Linked DNA regions of Oryctolagus cuniculus: region 2 is linked to region 1. Evidence: chromatin contacts called from public Hi-C data. All regions are on one chromosome and are shown on one strand. Each heading gives the region's core, a stretch centred on a gene start, on an enhancer-like site or on the middle of the called end of the contact. The rest is flanking DNA. Distances are from core to core; before and after follow the strand shown.

Evidence for each region. A called contact is a pair of places that touch in the nucleus more often than the background predicts.
Region 2: a contact with region 1 is called in a Hi-C map of psoas muscle, with 6 times the contacts expected there. The contact joins the promoter of PPP1R14C here to the enhancer-like site in region 1. A contact is called at or near these places in 3 of 6 Hi-C or Micro-C datasets (psoas muscle, skin fibroblasts and an unstated tissue).

What each region holds. Positions count from the first base shown.
Region 1 is chr5:17,559,740-17,565,990 of mOryCun1.1, forward strand. No RefSeq gene overlaps it. Among named protein-coding and RNA genes, the nearest start is that of IYD, 42 kb to the left of the region's middle. Within about 2 kb of position 2,997, at least 1 of the 8 cell types and tissues checked has an H3K27ac peak or open chromatin away from gene starts, as enhancers often do.
Region 2 is chr5:17,734,823-17,740,772 of mOryCun1.1, forward strand. PPP1R14C (protein phosphatase 1 regulatory inhibitor subunit 14C) reads right to left here and starts at 1,556. Exons shown (of 4, transcript XR_007915900.2): 1 at 711-1,556.

The DNA.
Region 1 (6,251 bases), core at 1,747-4,246:
CCTCATGTCTTTGTAAGAAGAGGAAGACAGTGCAGCTTGCTGCACCTGCTCCGCCTCCACGGGCTGACAGCACAGGAAGGCCCTCGCCAGAGGCAGGCGCCTCAACCCTGGACGTCACAGCCTCCGGACTGCGACCTTGGCCTTGACAAGTCAGCCCGTCTGGGGTATTCTGATAGAGCAGCTCAGAATGCACCAAGACACTGCTCCTCCCGCAGCTTTCATGTGCTCTCTCTCTCTCTCTCTCTCACACTCCTCTCTCTCTCTCTCCTTCTCTCTCTCTCTCAGAATTTCAGACCCAGCAAACCCTTTGTCTAGAAGAAGAGGCTTGCGAGCAGGGGATGGAGACAGGGCAGGGAGATGGGAACCTCATTCCCTTACAAGCTCCAGGCCCAGTGACCAGGCACTGTGTCCGTGTGTCCTGCCAGAGGCACCGCCCCGTTAAGCTTGGCTACCTTGCTCTCCTCTACTCCATCTCATCTCTGAAATTCTTTCCTTATGGGAAGACCAGGACCTCTATTCCAGCCCTGTCTGCTAACAAACAGAGACAGCCCACATGTTTATGCCTTTGTATTCTTGTTAGTATTATTATTACTCAAGAGGCAGAGAGACGGACAGAGCTCCCATCTGCTGGTTCACTCCCCAAATGCCTACAGCAGCCAGCACTGGGCAGGACTGAAGCTGGGAACTCAATCCAGGCCTCCCCCGTGGGTAGCAGGAACCCAACTACTTGAGCCATCACCAGTGCCCCCCCCCCCCGGGTCTGTATTCAGGAGGCTGGAGGCCAGAGTGGAACCAGGAATCAAACCCTGCATTCCTACACGGGGTGCTGGCATCTTAACTGCCAAGCCGATGGTCACCCCAATGCCTTTATAGTCTAAAAGCATCATTGTATGCAGCTTAAGGCACTTCTTCTTTTACAAACATGAGGGTTTCGGGGCCGGTGCTGTGGCGCATCGGGTTAACGCCCTGGCCTGAAGCACCGGCATCCCATATGGACACCGGTTTGAGTCCCAGATGCTCCACTTCCCATCCAGCTCTCTGCTATGGCCTGGGAAAGCAGTAGAGGATGACCCAAGTCCTTGGGCCCCTGCATCCACATGGGAGACCCAGAGGAGGCTCCTGGCTCCTGGCTCCGGATTGGCACAGCTCCAGCCATTGCGGCCAATTGGATAGTGAACCATCAGATGGAAGACCTGTCTCTCTCTTCCTCTTCTCTCTCTGTGTAACTCTGACTTTCAAATAAATAAATAAATCTTGAAAAAAATTATGAGGGTTTCTCTACTTATCTCACTACACCGCTCTTTACCCCTCACGGAAATTCGGCCCCTGAGTAGACCTCGCTGATGCTCGGTATCGAGACAGATCCTCCTCCTTCCACACTCTGGCCGACGAGGTGCCCATTGGTACAGCAGGGCCGGTGGTGGGGATGACACCATGGGGAGGAGCGGGAAGGGAGTGGGGAGGCTACTTGCACACTGTGCTCAAGAAAGGTGGGACCTGAGCACAGGAATGATCCAGCCGGAGAGGAGCCAAGACCCCAGCAGATCAGGGGCTCAGCAGGTTCAGAGTCTCAGGGGCTCGGGCACTCCGGCTGTGAGCTGGGAGAGAGCTGCGGTGTGCGAGGACGCCAAGAAGGGGTGTGGGCTGGGGTTTGAGCATTTGCTGTGACACATGAGACGCTCCTTGTGTGACAGCCCTCTTGCTAAACCAGCCGGGGTCCCCCGAGATCCACACTGATCCCTTCCAAAGGCAGCGCTCCATTGACCCTCCGCTAGGCCCCACCTCTTAGAAGTTCGATGGCCTCTCCCACGGCACACTGGGGACCAAGCTTCCAACACGTGAACCTCTGGGAGACACACACACACACACACACACACAAGAAACCTGATAAGGGCCTAGCATTGTGGCTAACCCATTGTGGTTAAACCACCACCTGCATCGCCAGCATCCCTTATGGCTCCAGTTCAAGTCCCAGCTGCTCCACTTCCAATCCAGCTCCCTACTAATGCACCTAGGAAAGCAACAGAAGATAGTCCAGGTCCTTGGGCCCATGCACTCACCTGGGAAACGCAGATGGAGTTCCAAGTTCCTGGGTTCAGCCTGGCCCGTTTCTGGGTGGGTTACAACGATTTTGGAAATAAAACAGAATATGGAAGATCAATCTCTCTCACTCTCTCTCTCTCTCTAGCTCTGCCTTTCAAATAAATCAATCTAGAGAGAGCTACTCTGAATTGTTGCAAGGGGCGGCATAACCTGGTGTGCCACAATGCTGACCTTGGATAACAGAAGTTTTTGGCTTAAGCAACTGTGTGGGTAGTAGTGACAACACAGAGTCTTTGTTCTGGAAAAAGAAAGAAAATCTTGGAGAAAAAGTTCAAATTGGATGTCATTTCAAAATAACAAGCTTAAATAAACATTTGGGAAACACATATCATTAGTAATACCTGGGACAAGGAAAATAGATTTGAGGCCAGAGTTGAATGGAAGGTAGAAAATCTGCACGGTGATCATGGTTTTGCTAGAAATTCTCAGCTCCTGGATGAGTCCCTTCGTTACCTTGGAGACTGTTTGCCATCTGTAAAAACCTGGACGCAATGGAAGAGCTCAGAAATTCTGTGAAACGGGAGACATTGATGTCGGCTGACTCTTGCATATTTACTGACTTCGATCACGCTATGTAGCACAACAAGGCGCCAATTCCCCAAACCTAGTTGCTTGTAATTTTGCAGCAGTGCAACTTTGCATTGCAGAAAGAGCCCCCCTGTGGCTCCTCGTCCTAGACAATCAGCACCTTTGCAGGTATCCCAAACCCGGTGGGGGCGGTAACAAAACACGCCAGGCGTGTGGGTCTCTCCTTGCTCTGTGTGAAACATCCAGGCTCCTCGTGCTGTGCCATGATTAGCTGGGAGGACACCAGGAGCCGCCGCTGACTGGGCTGAAACTGTATCTAGACAGCCTCAGCTGATGGATTTGTCAGTGTCCGTCCGTTGGGACGGGTCTGGCTCGCTGCCTGCGTGCTCGGCTCCATTCAGCTCCTCTGCTGCTGTAACAGGACCCACAGCAGCGGGGTCATTTTGAGTTTGATTTGATTGACACGGGAGGCTGTTTTTGAGTTTGCTTTTATTACCACCACATTCATCAAACTGTGAGTCCTGCCCCTCCACGTAACTCTCTAACGACATGCAAAGAACGCTCCAGAAGGGTCCTAGCAAGAACCCTATGTCCCTGTCCCGGAGTGGGCCTCTGGCCTAGCCGTAGAGATGTAGCTTGGGACACAGCGTCCCATGTAGGAATACCTGGGTTTGGGTCCTCACTTCGCTCCTGATTTCAGCTTCCACCAATATGCACCCTAGGAGGCAGCAGGTGATGGCTTAAGTAGTCGGATCCCTTCCATCCTCACGAGAGAGACCTGGGTGGAGTTCCTGCCTCCTGGCATCAGCCTAGGCCAGTCCTGGCTATTATGGGTATTTAGAAGAGGGGGTGAACTAGCAAATGGGACATCTCTCCTCCCCCACCCCCAGCATGCCTGGGTTTCTCTGCCTTTCAAATAAATAAAATACATACATAAAAATGTAAAAATTCTGTCCAAGCTCAAAATAGGCCCAGTCCATGTCTCTTTGCTCATTTAGCGAGGGCCTAGGGTGTGACTGGTGTGTGTAGGTGAGCGGGGAGCAGCTACCACTTCAGGGGTCTCCTAAGGCCACTTGTCCTAGAGACACTCAACTCAGCCCTGGGAGCCCCTTCCACAAGCAGCGAATCACCTTTCAGACTGCACATAATCAGGTTGTCCAAGCATTAGTCCCCGAATGACAGTGATAGAACCCAACCAATCTGTGCAAGAGACATCACCTGCACTCCTGGTGGACTGAAAATCGCAGGCCTCTTTTTTTCTTTTTAATTTATTTACTTATTTAAGAGAGAGAGTAGATTTTCCATCTGCTGGTTCACTCCCCAAATGCCCACAACAGCAAGCACTGGCCAGGTTGAAGCTAGGAGCCAGGAGCTCCATGCGAATCTCTCACGTGGGCAGCAAGTACTCAAATTCTTAGGCCATCATCTGCTGCCTCCCCAGGTGCATCAGCAGGAAACTAGATTTGAAATGGAGCAGGTAGACTCAAATCAGCACTCTGATACGGGATACAAGCGTCCGAAGTGGCAGCTTAACCCACTGCACCATAATACCCGACTCATTGTCCTGATTTTTTTTAAAAAGATTTATTTATTTATTTGAAAGTCAGAGTTACACAGAAAGAGAATGAGAAGGAGAGAGAGAGGGAGAGAGAGAGAGAGATCTTCCATCCGCTAGCCCACTCCCCTAACGGCTGCAACAGCCGGAGCTGCGCCAATCTGAAGCCAGGAGCCAGGAGCCAGGAGCCTCCTCTAGGTCTCCCACATGGGTGCAGGAGCCTAAGGACTTGGGCCATCTTCTACTGGTTTCCCAGGCCATAGCAGAGAGCCAGATTGGAAGAGGAGTAGCCAGGACTTGAACTGGCGCCCATATGGGATGCTGGCACTGCAGGCAGTGGCTTTACCCGCCTCCCCACAGCATCGGCCCTAAGTGTCCTGATTTTTAAAGCAGCAAAGCACTACCCCAGCAGCAACTTCCTGCAATGATCTTATGAAATCATCTAAGTTTCTATTTTTAACAGGATCGTCCTCAAAATGTCAGCTACCTAAAATCACACACACACACACACACACACACACGCACACAGAACCATTCCCTCGGTAAAGATTTAACCTTCCTTCCAGGCACTGACATCAGCCTACATACCTTATTATTATTTATATGATAAATTATATGAATTAGGAATCTTGCCTAGCACATCTTGGGGACTCAATGGTCCTTGCTGAATGAATAAATAATGAACTAACAGATCAGCACATGTCACACCAGCCATAACCCACTCGGAGCTCAATGCTGGCTGAGCACTGGGACCCTGCTGTGGTTTGGATGCAGTTTGACACCTGGGTGCCTGCCTGGGGGAGGCCTGGTCCTCTGTGTTCAGGTGTTGGGTGCTGGAGGTGGCAGAACCTTTAAGAGGGAGTCTAGTGGGAGGTCCTTGGGTCATTCCAGGTGCTGGCTCAGGTAGGGGACCCCCGAGTTTGTTCTTGCAAGGGTTGTTGTAGAAGCAGGAGCATGGCCATGCCCCAGCCTCTTTGGCTCCCTGTCTGAGAAGTGTCCCCTTGCTCCTGCACACGCCCCCACTGTTCCACCATGAGGTTCCATCCGGACAGGCACCACCACGCTGTCTGCACTTGCAGCCTCCAAAACTGTGAGCTAAATAAACCACTTCTTTCCTGCGGTACCCAACTTCTGGTGATTTGTTAGTGACACAAACACTAACGCAGACCCCATGCCCCTCCCATTAGGGGATAAGGGATGCAGCACTCTTGTCTGGACCCTGTGGGAACTTGGGAAAAGCTGGAACTTCAAGACACCTGGCCCCAAGTAAGCACAGGCACCATGGAACATCAGGCCCAGGGGGAGTGGAGCTGGATAGTGTGGGAGCTGGATAGTGTGGGAGCTGGCAGGAGCTTCAGATTGGAGGTCGCTGTCGTGACAGGGTGGCCAGAGCAGGGAGACCCCCGCCCTATGCTGGGCCAGCTCTCCATGGCCTCCCAGCAGAATAACCACCTGGCCCTCGCCTGTGTCCTGGGCCTCCCTGCCTCTGCCCCCTGCCCCCTTCCGCTCCCTCCCAGTGCTCCCGCTTTATGTCTGTCTGCAGGTCTTTTCCCAGAATCCACCAGGAGCGGTGTGTCTACTGCCCACTTCTCCAAGGCATGGCTCCGATGCTAATGGCTGTGCCCTCTCGGGCAAGGCTTTAGCTCCCCGCCACCTCCCAGGTTCAGTCTTCTCAGGGGTGGGGAGGGGATTGAGCAAAGAGGACAGGAGGTTTCTGTGGGGCCCAGCTGAGGATCACAGGGCAAGTCACTGGTTTCCTTGGAGGAGTCGGGGCTGGGCTGGCATGCTGAGGCCAACAGATCTGGTGTGGGGGATGCCAGGATGGTGGAAAGGTATTGCCAGAAAAAGATAATGGGTTCTGTGGGCAAACCACCCTAGTCAACTTTTACTGGGGGCTGGGTCCGTCTGAGCTGGAGATGGACCCAGACTGCTTGGGGGTGGCAGGCTGGAGACCAGGCAGCTCAGCCTCCCTTCCCAGTCTCTACACACTCATCAGGAGTGTGCAATCCTCAGAAGCATCAAAAAGGCAGGCTTTTTGGTTCTGATTCTAGAGAGGCCTATTTTT
Region 2 (5,950 bases), core at 306-2,805, 170 kb after region 1:
GCCCTGCGTAGAACCTTGGCCCCTGAGCCGTGGGAGACTCCGCCGGAGCCCGGAGCAGGGCGCACGCCGCACACCACCCGCGGGGCTGCCTGACTCCCACCTGGGCACGCTCGGAGGGGGCCCACGGAGCATTCTGCGCCCATCTATGGGGAGAAAGAAAAACTGATTTGGCCAAGCCTAACACATACAGCCTTGGAAATGCAAGGACTAACGTTGGGGGCCAGGCGTCCGGGCTGGCTGGCAAAGGGAAACTGATCGTCTCACGATTTTTGCTGTAAATTTCAGGAACCGAGAGGTTCTCTGAGATTCCCAGAATCTCTCCTCTCTGCCCAGCACGCTCAAGCCCCTGCCCTGCTCCTTCTCCCCTCAAATCGGATCCCAGCAGGAAGCGCCGATCTCCCCGTCCGCGGCTGGGGCGCAGCTGGAGTGAGCCCCTCGGAGGCTCCACTTCGTGCAGCTGCCCTGCAGCCGAGACGCGCCCGGCGCTCAGAGAAAACCACAGCGCTTCGCGGGACCCAATCCACCCCCAGGGCCATCACGGGGGCACCGGGCAACGGGAGAGCCGCTGCACCTCGGCGCCAGGGCGTGCTCCGGGCGCTCAGTCCCCGGGAGTCTGGACCGAGCGCAGGCGCGCGCTGGAGCCCCGGAGATCCCGTGTGGGCACAGATGCCTACAGGGTCCCGACCCACCCCGGCCCCGCGCCCTGCTACCTCGCAGCCGTACAGCTGACCCAGCTGCTCCACGATCCACTCCTCCAGCACCAGCCGCCTGCGAAGCTCCTTGCGGTCATATTTCACCGTCACTTTTCCCTGCTGGTGGCGCCGCTGCTGCTGCTGGGGCTGCGGCTCCTGAACCTGCCCGGCAGCGGCCGCCGCGACCTCGGGCGCCGAGTCCTCCCGGGAGGAGCCTGAGCTGTTGCCGGAGCAGGGGCTGCTGCCGGCGCCGCCCCGGGGGCTCTGGAAGAAAACCCGCGCGCCGCCGCCGCCGCCGCCGCTGCCGGCTCCGCCGCCGGCCGCCTCGCTGCCACCAGTCACCAGAGACATGGTCCCGCGCCGGAGCCGAGTGCGGCCCAGAAGCGGCGGGCGGAGCGCGCGGGCGCCGCTACCACCTCGGGCCGGGCAGCCGCATGAGCGAGGCTCGCCGGCACCTGCTCCGCGAGCCGCGCACGCCCGGCAGCCGGGCTCGGCGGGGAGGGCGGGCGGGACCGCGGGGGCGGGGAGGAGGGCGGGGCGGCGAGCGCGGGCTTAAAGACACAGCCGGGGCCCCCCTCGCCGTCCAGTCCCGGGAGGAGGGATCCAGCGGCTTCCTGGTGGAGCGCCGCCGGCGCGGGAGTCGCCCGCGGAGACGCGCAGACACGGGCGGGGACTGCGTGTAGACCCAGAAGGGACTGGCCAGGTTCGGGTGTCCCGGGGTCCCGGGCCTTGCTTCTTGGAGACGGGAGATTGCGCTTCACCCGCGGTTCCGGAGCGCTGGCCCGGGCTGGCGGCAGCCGGGCAGGGGGCGCGGGAGCGGCTGGCGCAGCAGGGTGCAGGGTCCTCGCGCCCCCGCCCCGCCCCGCCCCGCCCCGCCCCGCCCCGCCCCCGGCTCCAAATGCAGATTCCCATTCACGGCGGGTGGGAGCCTCTTCCGCTCTGTACGGTGAGAAAAATCGACGAGGCGTCGCGGGTGCGATCGGGCAATCCGCGCGCTCGGGAAATCGTCGCAGCCCATTTTTCTTGGCTCACCGAGCCACTGGGTAGGCGCACGCATTGTGAGGTATCTCTGCCTCCAAAGGGCTTGGGGCCTGGGGGTCGCGCGCGGCGCTGGGGCTGCGGGGCTGGGGCCATCGGGACAGTAAACATTTCCGGGAAGGGGTCGGCGGCGCGGGGCTGGCCCTGCATTCGCTGCCAGCCAGCTTTCCTCTCCGTCCACACCATTTCCAAACAGCCTCTTTTTCTCCCCCGGGGAAGGCACCTGCCTTGGCTGACTCCACTCTAAACGTCAGGCCGCCAAGGGGAGTTAGGAATGAATGAGCTGATTATGGAGGCGTGGGGCGGAGAGGTGGGGAGGGGACTTGGAAACCCACGGGGGTGGGGGTGGGCTCGCGCACGCATTCACAAGGAGAAACATTTCCGTTACCCGTAACAGTGCATTTCTGTTCAGGCCACTGAAACAAACTACAAAGAGGTTCAGATACAGGTGAGCAATTTTATGAACGTTTAAAAAAAGAAATGAGTAAAGGTTCCTGGCAAGTCCTCAGCTTTGTCAGCGGTGAGATAGATAAGAAGGGCGCGCAAGTCTATTTCCTCTGCACACTTGCTGTGTGGCTTTCTAGACTGACAGCTAGGAAGGGAAAAGAGAGAAGTCCCCAGCAGCCTCCCCCGCCTCTGCTGCCTCCGGGCCTGAACTGCAGGTGCGCAGGTCTGCTCTACCCAGGTTTGGGATGGCCTTGGGTTGGGGTTTTCCAGCCAGAGACTGAGAAGGGATTTCCCCAAAGTGGTCTGTGCCTCAGGCTCATCCCAAAGACAGGTCAGGACCAGAAGAGCTACAGGGAAGGACCCAGGTGAGGGTTGTGTGAAGTCAGCTGGCTCCCGCTGGCCTCTGATGGCTGTCCCCATGAGGACATGGTCAAGACTAAAAGAGCAGATCTCTGCTGGTAGCAGGGGCCGGCTGTCCTTTAGAAGGCAGGTTGTCCTACAAATACAGCAGGGACCAGGACGCCACATTACCATGATTGACCCCTAGGGACCGATGGCCACTCTCCACAGCCGCCTCCCGCCATCTGCCTTGCAGGGTAGATCAGCTTAAACCCTGACCCTGACCTCCTGGCCCAAAGAGTGAGACCCTCAACAAAATGGAACTCTGTCCACAAGGGGGAAGAGGAGGGAGAGCCACAGCAACCAGCACACAGAGGAAGCTTGTGTCTCCCCAGCGTCTGGCATCTGGCCACGCTGGCCAGCGCCAGCTTTAACCAGTGGCACTCACCAGGAGAACTTAGAAACAGCTAACGTTTTAGCGAATGAAAAAGAAGCTATGGCAAATCTTTGCCTCTTTCTGGCTCTGGGAGCTGGCCATCCCGATTATTTTGGAAAATTGGGCCTGTGATCCTGCAGCAAAGAGTGGGAGATTCCAACTCCTTGCTTTTGAGTCTGGACAATGAATTCAGTCATTCGAGACCCGCTTCAAAGAATTTAGGAGAATTCACAAAGTTCTTTCTGAAAAATTCCTGTGTTAATTTTTTCTCACTGCATAGAATGCTTTTTTTCCCTTTGTGTTTGCAACTTGGCTCTCACTTCCAACTTCAAAAATGTCAGCTTCTAAAAGACACAGCATCTTAACTGGCAGAAGTGCGGCTGGGAAGTCACTTGGTCTCCTCCACGAGTACAGTGACCATCAGAGGCCCAGAGGGCTCACCCTGACTCGCAGGGAGGAACAGAACAGATCTGGAGAGCTCTTGGTACACATCCACTTGCTCTGCCCCCCTCCAAACACACACGCACTTCACCCTGCATTTGAATAATTAAAACTCAATGTTCCAGTCCTTGACGGACAGTAGAAATATTGTTTCTGCACATTTCAAAAATTGAAGACAAATATTTAAGAATAAAGGAAGTTTTCCCAGGTGAGAGACCCTTTGCCTAAGTGAATATGTAAACTCAGCAAAACCATCCAAGGGTGTTTCTCTTCTACAGTACAATATACATGTTTGTTCAAGGCAAATGCTTTTATTTCTAACCCACTAGGCGAGTTTTCAAAAATGCTAGTGAATCAAAAACAATGAACAGTTTTTTTTTTTTTTTATTTGACAGGCAGAGTTATAGACAGTGAGAGAGAGACAGAGAGAAAGGTCTTCCTTCCGCTGGTTCACCCCCCAAATGGCTGCAACGGCCAGCACTGCGCCGAGCTGAAGCCAGGAGCCAGGTGCTTCCTCCTGGTCTTCCATGCAGGTGTGGGGCCCAAGCACTTGGGCCATCCTCCACTGCACTCCCGGGCCACAGCAGAGAGCCAGACTGGAAGAAGAGCAACCGGGACTAGAACCCAGCACCCATATGGGTTGCCAGCGCCTCAGGTGGAGGATTAACCAAGTGAGCCATGGCGCTGGCCCCCAGTGAACAGCTTTGAGTGAGTGAATATAGTCGGGGGCTTTTCCAGAATGCCAGGCATGCGCGGTTACCTTGAGGCTGCGCCTCCCTGCTGTGAATCAGCCCAAGGAAACCTCATTGGCCAATCCCCTTGTCTTCATAGATTTGTGTTTTCTTAACTGGGCACTTTCCAGTGGCTCTCAGATTTGGGGAAAGACTTATTTTTTAGGAATTATATAGGTCCTTTATCACCGAATATGATCTTTACGCTCAGAGGTTGTCAGATAAGATGCCTTAATTAGGGATCCCAGTACTGTCTTCACCATTACCCCCCCCCCCAGGGAAACAATTAAATACTGTATAAATGTTTATACTTGGATGCAAATGTCCTTACTCCTTAAAGACTGGATGTCACAATCATTATGCAACACCTGGTAATCTACCTTGACAGTGTCACAATTCCAGCCCCAGGCCGCAAACCTGACCTTAACATTCTCTCCTAGAGTCCTAAGAGCCATAAGGTGCCTAGATCTAAATGCTCGCAATGATTTGATAAACCAAAAAATGATAACAAAAGGTAATTTTAAGTCTGGCTTTCAGCATAAGCAGAAGAAATAGCATCTGTCCTTTGGGATTTGGCCAATTTCCTGCAACATTTCCAGTTTTCAGAATGCAGACCATTATTTCACTGTGCTTCATGACACAGTTAAACAGAACAGTGTTGTTCGCAGAGTATCAAGTATATCAATGCAGTTTTTCTTTTAGCTACTTTTTTTTCTCCTTCTAGTTCTGGGTTTGTTTATTTGTGTTGAAGAGAGAGAGAGGGAGAGAACACTCCCCATCCATTGGTTCACCATCCAAATATGCACAACAGCCCAGGCTGAGCCAGACTGAAGCTGGGCACTCAATCCAGCTCTCCCCTCTGAGTAGCAGGAACTCAATCACTTGAACCAACACCATTGCCTCCCAGGACATACATTAGCAAAAGGCTGGGCTCAAGAGCCAGGGACAGGCATCAAACCCAGGTACTCCCATGAGGAATGCAGGTATCATATAACTGGTGTCCCAACCACTAGGCTAACCACTGGCATTTAATCTGGATTTTATTTTCATTGGCTGAGGCTTTACACTTTAGAATCATAGTAGCAAAATAAACTTCCTCGCTACTCGCATCAATAACCACAGCAAAAGCAGTTACTGCCACAAGTTCTGAAGTTTTGTCTCAGTAATTAACAGAAATGTTTATCTAACTGTTCGGACATGATGAACGACAAAAGAAAAAAAAATCCGTAACTTCATCTCATGGCTTTTAATAAAATTAAGCATCTGCTTCTTCCAGTAAACCTACCTTGTGGAGTATTTTGTCTTTTTCTGTAAAACTAGGTTCAGCTTGGATTCTTGAAGGAGTTATCCCGCATGGCCTCTCATCCTCCCTTTCACTTTCAAAACCATCTGAAGCTTCCTCCACTTCTCTCTCTTCTGTTCCACACTCAGCCCTCCAGAGACTGCTTGCTACCCATGGTGCTCAAGTTCACGTGCGCATTTCAGCGCCTAACTTGACCTTCTGCCACATTCGCTATCTTAAATCTCTCCTAGGTTTTAAACTTCTCCTCTCCTGACTCCTGATGCCAGCACCCCCTCGGTTTCCTCCCTTGTTTATTACACTGCATTGCTTGTGGTTTTAGTGAATTTCCTTTTTCTATATCCCTGTTCCAAGGCAGCAGGCTCCCAGGGCTACTCATGGCCCTTGCCCTGCTCACTGGCAGACATTCATTATTTATGGCAGCCTAAATGACAAACCCAGAGACATTCCCCCCCAAGAGGAGTTTATTTGGGAGTAGCATTACAATGGGAATAGGTATATATATATATAGGTGCTTTTGGAGGGT